2 separate regions of the Mus musculus genome follow, and region 1 is linked to region 2. The links are chromatin contacts, called in public HiChIP or PLAC-seq maps. All regions are on one chromosome and are shown on one strand. Each heading gives the region's core, a stretch centred on a gene start, on an enhancer-like site or on the middle of the called end of the contact. The rest is flanking DNA. Distances are from core to core; before and after follow the strand shown. Region 1 overlaps Tbc1d1 (TBC1 domain family, member 1). Region 2 has its middle 8.2 kb from the start of Gm22559.

Region 1 (3,533 bases), core at 351-2,850, 110 kb after region 2:
AGTTTATTTGTTGGGTGAAGTTTACTATTGTAGGCCTGCTAAAGGCAGAGAATTAGCCAAGAATGGTATTTTGAGGAAGTTATTTTTACTGGGTGGACCCAAAGGAAACCAGTCATTAGGTGAAAATAACCCAAGATCCTCCAGACAGTATTTGCTTACAGTCATTTGTGACTGTTCTATTGTCAAGTTTTTTTTTTTTTTTAAATACAATGTAAGTTCCCAAGTATAAATAGTAGAGCTTCAGAATAAAGCTCAAAATTGGCTTCAGAAGAAACAAAAACCCACTAATGAGTAATAAGCGACTGGCTCCTTGTCTTTTGATTATTAACAAATTATCTGGTAAGCATGAATACTACTAGTATATGTACTAGGTCAAGGCCTTCTTATTGTTCCAGAAATAGCCATGTTCCCAAGTTTCCAAGTGAGTGGAAAGATTTCTAAATTATTTTCATTTCTGGAAATCCATGACTAATGCCTAGGACTTTGCATCACCCTGATGTTTCGGTCCGTTCCACTTGATTTTGGTGTTCGTGAGAGAACATTACATTGAGGCAGCTCTCTAGCGTGGTAATCTGCTGAGCTGTGGTGTGTGGACGGCTTTGCTCCCAGGAAAAGCATCATCCTGTGTTAGACCAGGAGTCCCAACCCTGCTCTCATGTTCCGTCGTCACCCCCTGTTGAGTGGACTGGGATAGTGACTTTAGACATTTGCTGAGAATCTTGCCTGCTCCAGGCGATCAGTCTGTGCAGGTTGAAGCTTACTGTGCAAGCCCACCATGTGCACACAAAGTGAGACCTTGCCTGGGAGAAGGCAGGGGTGTGCAAAGGAGTAGTTGGAAGCCAAATTCCTTGTAGATGCCTGTTTTACATAGAATTGTCTTTTCAAATGTGATTTCCAAAGGGCTGGGGAATGGTTTAGTCAGCAAAGGGCTTAGTAAAGGGCTAACTGCGTTAAGTCAGGTCCAGTCCCTAGCACCTAAGTGGATGGAGTCTCATTGTGAGTGAATCAGAACCTGTGATCCCAACATTGGGATAGGGTGGGATGGGGTGGGGTGGGGTAGAATAGGGTGGGATAGGGTAGATGGGGTGGATGGGGGTTGAGACACGAGCATCCTTGGGCCTCATTGGCTAGCCTGTGTAGTTGACTCAGGTTGTTAAACTCAGGAGTCTCACAAATGAGTGAGCTAGAGAGATGGCTCGGCAGTTAAGAGCACTTGCAGCTCTTGCAGCTTCATCCCCAGCACCCACTCGGTGTCTAACAAATGCCTGTACCTCCAGTTCTAAGGGACCTGAAATTACCTTCTGACCTCTGAGGTTGCTGCACACTTGTGGTGTGCCAACATATATGCAGGCAACACACCCCTGACATAAAACAAACATAAAGCTATCTTAAAAACCAAAACCAAACCAAACCAAAAACGTTGTCAAGCAATAGAGGAAAACACCTGGCATTGTTGTCTGGCTTTCACATGCCTGTACATGCATGCATGCATGCACACCTCCACACATTCATGAATGAACACACAGTATGTTTTCTGTCCATGAGCCACAGATATGCTCTGGATGTGAGTAGTTAGTAAGGAATGCAGTGACCTGGAGCACCCGTGTGCTGACTTAGCTGTGTGGTTTTACATTGCTCTAACACGTGTATGTTTCATCTGGAGTGGGTAGATGGCAGCAAAGTGGAAGGAAGGGTGACTCTGTCCTCAAGCCCGTCCTGTGCAGATCTAGGTTGGGTGCACAGGTTCTTCGTGGTCATGGAGCACTAAGCATAGAGTGAGAAACTGGTAAGGTTTGAGTCTCAGAGTCTCCCCCTACAGCATGTCCCTAGGCATATGGGCATATGTTGTTGTTGTTCTGTTATTATCGATGTTACTGTGGTTATTATCTACTTGGAGGCTTAGGGGTTTCAGCCAAATAAGGAAATCTGACACCAACGATTACTCCGTCCCTGCTTCATCATGCAAAGCAAATCCTGTGGTGGGGAAACCAACCTTGACTGGGAATGTCTGGCTAGTTCTGTGTGCCTGAGCTTTGTGACTCGATGCCAGTCACTCTAGCCCTTGGTGGCTTTTTTTCTGATCTCTAAAGTGAGCAGGGTGAATGAATGGGTAGACGAGTGGATGAAGGAATGAATGAATGGCCCCACCCAGGAGTTATGGAAGAAGCTGAATGAGTGAAAGCGTAGAGGAGGGGATGCTCTAGATGGAGGGAGACACTGCATGCCTGTGATTGACACAAGGGCTGTTTGCAAGGGAGTGAGATAAGATGGTTTATTGACAATTCCGTGGAGAAGGACCCCAGGACAGCTGGGTAGCTATTTTGGTAGAGGTTGGAGGAGGGTCCTTGTGCAGAGCCCGGGCTGGAGTGAAAGCCTTGCTGGATGGGACGGGTGGGATCTGGCTGGGTTAAGTACAGGCTTGACCAGCACCTGAGATCTGGCTCATGCTGAGGAATGAATAGTGTGCACCCTGACAGTTAAAAGTTGACAGAAGGAGGAATGCGTAGAAAGAAGCCTCTTGCCAAGTGTGAACCTGCTCACGTGGGAACCAGGGAATAAGGAGGCATTCTTTAAAGAGGGGCTTGGCCCCTTGAGTCCAGTTGAGAAAACAATGCAAAGGCAGAGATGTAAATCAAGCAGTCCTTTGCGGAGCAGAGGGTGATAAGCATCTGAACTGGCAAGCAGTAGAGGAAGACACCCGCACCCAGAGTTCCCTGGCACTACTGAAGGAACCCAGAAGTCCTCTGCTAGATTTGGGAGAGCAGATGTTTTAACAGTAGTCCAAGATGGCTGTGCAGTGCACATGAACTCATGCCCTACCCTTCCTGGGCTTATTTAGATATTATTTCCCCCTCATCCTTTTAAATCAAGATGGAGTGTCACTTTGGAAAATGTCCTTAGGATTTAGAGACTTCAGTTCCCTTTTAGTAGATGGAATTTAATTGTAATGGGTAGATCAGAGTTCAGTCTAAGCAAGTCTCAACTTCTAGCCATACTGGAGTGTTCTCTGGCACGGGAGAGCCAGCCAGCTGTGGGCCATTCCCAGCAGTAGCTTCTGTCGGCTGCAGTCTCCTTATCTCTTGTCAGGCTTGGTTTCTGTGTTGGTTCTCTAGGAATGTTCCTGATAGTGAGTGTCTGATCCTGTGAAAGAAGTCAGCGTTCCCCAGCAGGGAGGAAAAACTGAGTTCCACAGGCCCTGTGCTCAGCTAGCCCTGAAGGTGGAGACTATAAGCAGGTTCTTAGTATCACCACCTCCACCCCACACCCTAAATAATAAATAAATAAATAATAAAAAAGACACACAGAAACTGCATGTATTTATTGCGTACCTGGTGACATTCGAACCACGACTCTGTGTGGAGCTCACTCACCTGTCTCTCATTTGCGAGCATGTAAGGGTAAAGCCGTTGCTGGTGGGTAGACTCACTACTCCCTGGGGGCTGGAGGCCCTTCCTACACTCAAGCCCTTAGCTCTTCCCCCATTCTCTGTGCAGAGCTTTGCACACACCACACCACCCTCATTGTTGCTTTTG
Region 2 (3,534 bases), core at 978-3,477:
GAGGTTGGCCTGTGACTTAAGGTTCCAATGGCTTCCGATATTTCCCTTTCAGACCCTTCACTGCTCTCTGTTCTCAGCAAGTCTCTGGATGCTCCTGGCTATCCATGTTCTAGGGTACTAAATTCCCTTCCAAGTCCTGATATTGGCATCAGTACATTCTTACTTGGACTTTCCCACTAGATGTCCTTAATGGAAGCAAGTGTATCCTGGCCACAATTGTTTCCTCCATGACTGTTTCCCCGCTTCTCTTCCCCTTCCCTCTTATTCTGTGCCTACACCCCTGACGAGAACTGTCAATGCTTTGAGTGTCTTGGTTCTACCTGTCTTTTCTTCCCATCACACTTCACATACTTACTTAGCACCCACCCTTGGTAATAGTGATACCTCAGTTCCTGGACAGTCTTGTGACCTCATTTTACCATACAAGATTTCTGAAGCAAATCCCAGTCCTGTCATTGGACTTCTAAATACTTAAGAGACAAGGACTTGTATACACATACATACACACACACACACACACACACACACAGAGTCACACCTAAAAACGCTGATACTTTTGATATCAACAAAATGACCCAGTCAGCATAAGACTTTCCAGTTTGTCTTATTTGTCTCATTTATGCGTTACTGGATCAGGTTTCAGGCCCTGACCACTCATCGCACTTGATTAATCAGCCAATATAGAAATTATTTATCCTTTTTAGAATTTTTTTTCCTTGTTATTTGTTGTCTCGGACTACCAGGTTTGATCATAGTGCTACCCACTGTTTGGATTCCATTGTTTGCTTGCTTGCTTGCTTTTGGTGTGTTTTGCTTGTTCTTCTGGGCTGTGTCTTTCCTGGTAGCCAGTACTATCCTTTAAGAAGCATGCTGACCCAGATTTGACTTTCTGGTATCAATGGGGTGAGGGGGCAGAGGCTAAGAGAGGTTTATACTTACAATGCTTGGGCCGATGAGATGGCTCAGTCTGTAAAGGTAGAAGGAGAGACCTGACTCTACTATGTTGTCCTCTGACCTCTGCATAAGTGCCACAGCTTGTGTACCCATGTAACTCATGCAAACACATTAATAATAAATAAAAAAAAGTTTAAAAAGATGGCTAGGTAGATGGCAACAGAATTCAGTTAAAAAGAAAAGATGAGGGGCACGGCAGATAGCTCAGTGGATCCAAACATGAGGGTCCAAACATGAGGACCTAAGTTCAGATCCTTGGCACTCACATACAGACCCTGTGTGTCTGCAATCCCAGTGTCGCTGGGCAGAAACAGAGGGATCAGGGAGCTCTCAATGGTCAGCCAGTCTAGACAAGTAAGGTAGAGAGTGATTGAGGAAGACAGCTGATATCAACTATGGTAGTTTGAATGGTGGGTGGTTGGCCCCCATAGACTCATGTGTTTGAATGCTTGGCCCACAGGGAATAGAACTATTAGGAGGTGTGCCCTGTTTGAGTAGGTGTGGCCTTGTTGGAGGAAGTGTATCGATGTAGGAATGGGCTTTGAGGTCTCCTATGCCTAAGCTCCACCCAGTATAGAATCAGAGCCTCCTCCTGCTTACCTTTGAATCAAGATGTAGAGCTCTCTGCTACCCCAGCACCATGTCTGCCTGCAGGCTGCCATGATTCCCACCATGGTGATAATGGACTAAATCTCTGAAAGTATAAGCCACCCCCAATTAAATGTTTGCCTTTATTAAGAGTTGCCTTTGTCATGATGTCTTTTCACAGCAATGGAAACCCTAACTAAGAGAGCAACATCTGGTTTCTATGGACACACATGTACTTACACATACACATACACATACACATACATGCATGCAAATCACACAAACACACACAGAAAGAGACAGAGAGGGGAATGAGTCAACATGTCCAATGCCACGTGCCACACAATGGATACAATAGACAGACTTACACTGCAGGTAAGTTGAGCAAAGGAAGCTTCCTGTAGAGGGGTAGAGATAGCCAATGGACTGTCTCATACAGCCTTAGTAATTCACATCACCCTGATGGAGGGCTCCGTGCATTGAGTGACCTCCGTTGGGTTTCAGTTCTTCAAAGACGGTGATTTGTCACAGTCCTATGGTGTTTTGCTTTGTTTTGTATTTTTAAGATTTGCCCACTTTTAACTTATGTCCATGGGTGTTTTGCCTGCTTGTATATCCATGCACCACACCAGTGCATTGCCTGTGGAGGCCAGAAGAGGGCACTGGGCTCTTCCTGGAACTGGAGATACAGAGGGATGTCAGCTGGAGATCAACCCCAAGTGCCTAAGGCATCTCTCTGGCCTCCACGGCCTCCTGCATGTTTAGTGATTTCCTTTTAGCTTGATTACATAGGAATTCTAGGACAAACCTGGATGTTTTCCTTGTGATGATCAGCAGAGGAAAAGTGTGAACGAGGTGGAAGAGCCCAACAGAAAGCTTTGGTGAAGGCTTGGCTTGAGTGGTGACGTCACAGAAAGGTGAGTCCTTCCTTGGGAGGGTTTGTTCTCTGAAGTGTAACACAGGATTGTAACCACAGTTTTTGTTGGTAAGGCACCAAGAGGTTTAAGTAAAGATAGGTTTGTTCACTTTTGTACGTGTGTGTGTGTGTGTGTGTGTGTGTGTGTGTGTGTGATAGATGCATGTATGGGCACACATATATTGAGTGTCCTGACCTTGTAGATGAAGCTGACTTGCTAAACTCATGGACAACGTTTACATTTTATTTGGGGACAACCTTGGTTGTCCCCGTGATGAAAACTATTGAATATGACACTATTGAAATATCATGCACTTGCTCGCAAACGGGAGCACACTATACAATTCAGCCTGAAGCAGCTTTCACATCTCATTGCTAAGAGATCTATTCCAATTGTTTCCAATCTTTACCAATATAAATCAGTGAATGATGTGTGAAAGTCAGCTTTCCCTTTCCATTTTCACTGGAGACGAACTAAAATGGTAATATGATAAGTAATCTCAGTTGTCCACTTGATGAGCTCTAGTGTAACGGTGAATTAGTTAAACCACTTGGGCTCCAGGCTGGCCACACACGTGCATCTGCCCAAGAGCTCTCACAGTCAAAAATGAAAGACACATACACACACACACACACACACACACACACACACACACACACCAGTTACTTTTGATATGCCACCAGTTAATTTTGATATGCCTTGACTAGCTCAATGGTTGGGCACTTCTAAACCTCCCCACAGCTAGCACACATTTCCCACTGGTATTATTGGCTTAACACCTTCTAAATCTACATTTTATCTTTGATGCCCTGTTACCTTGTGCAGCTCCACCCCCATAGGGCCACATACCCTTTTTACCTACATTGCTAGATGGTTCTCTCCTGCAGCTTTTAAATCTGATCCCTCTCCCTCTGAGTCCTGGCCATTCTCTATCTCTCCCACTCTCCCTTGGTCCCCCGCCCCGTCTCCCTGTCCAGCCATTGGCTGTACTGCAATTCTTTATTATCAATCAAAGTCGGCTAGGGGCAGGGACCCTCAATCCAAAATAAGACAAAGTATTAGGACAAATTTGCAA

The links. HiChIP or PLAC-seq counts read pairs in DNA pulled down with a chosen protein or histone mark.
Region 1: an H3K27ac HiChIP or PLAC-seq map of trophoblast stem cells shows a contact between it and region 2, with 2.4 times the contacts expected there. The contact joins two enhancer-like sites. A contact is called at or near these places in 1 of 39 promoter capture datasets (the HPC-7 cell line), 1 of 15 datasets of contacts at CTCF or cohesin (large pre-B cells), 4 of 484 Hi-C or Micro-C datasets (cortical neurons, double positive thymocytes, embryonic fibroblasts and 1 more), 5 of 115 datasets of contacts at active chromatin or transcription factors (the SCID.adh cell line, bone marrow-derived macrophages, effector CD8 T cells and 2 more) and 2 of 9 other capture datasets (embryonic stem cells and liver).

The regions. Positions count from the first base shown.
Region 1 is chr5:64,241,386-64,244,918 of GRCm38.p6, forward strand. The region is part of intron 2 of Tbc1d1 (TBC1 domain family, member 1); the gene reads left to right. Among named protein-coding and RNA genes, the nearest start is that of Gm46913, 4.2 kb to the right of the region's middle. Within about 2 kb of position 1,601, at least 127 of the 459 cell types and tissues checked have an H3K27ac peak or open chromatin away from gene starts, as enhancers often do. A contact at or near this core is called in trophoblast stem cells, where this site is marked.
Region 2 is chr5:64,134,329-64,137,862 of GRCm38.p6, forward strand. No RefSeq gene overlaps it. Among named protein-coding and RNA genes, the nearest start is that of Gm22559, 8.2 kb to the right of the region's middle. Within about 2 kb of position 2,228, at least 1 of the 459 cell types and tissues checked has an H3K27ac peak or open chromatin away from gene starts, as enhancers often do. A contact at or near this core is called in trophoblast stem cells, where this site is marked.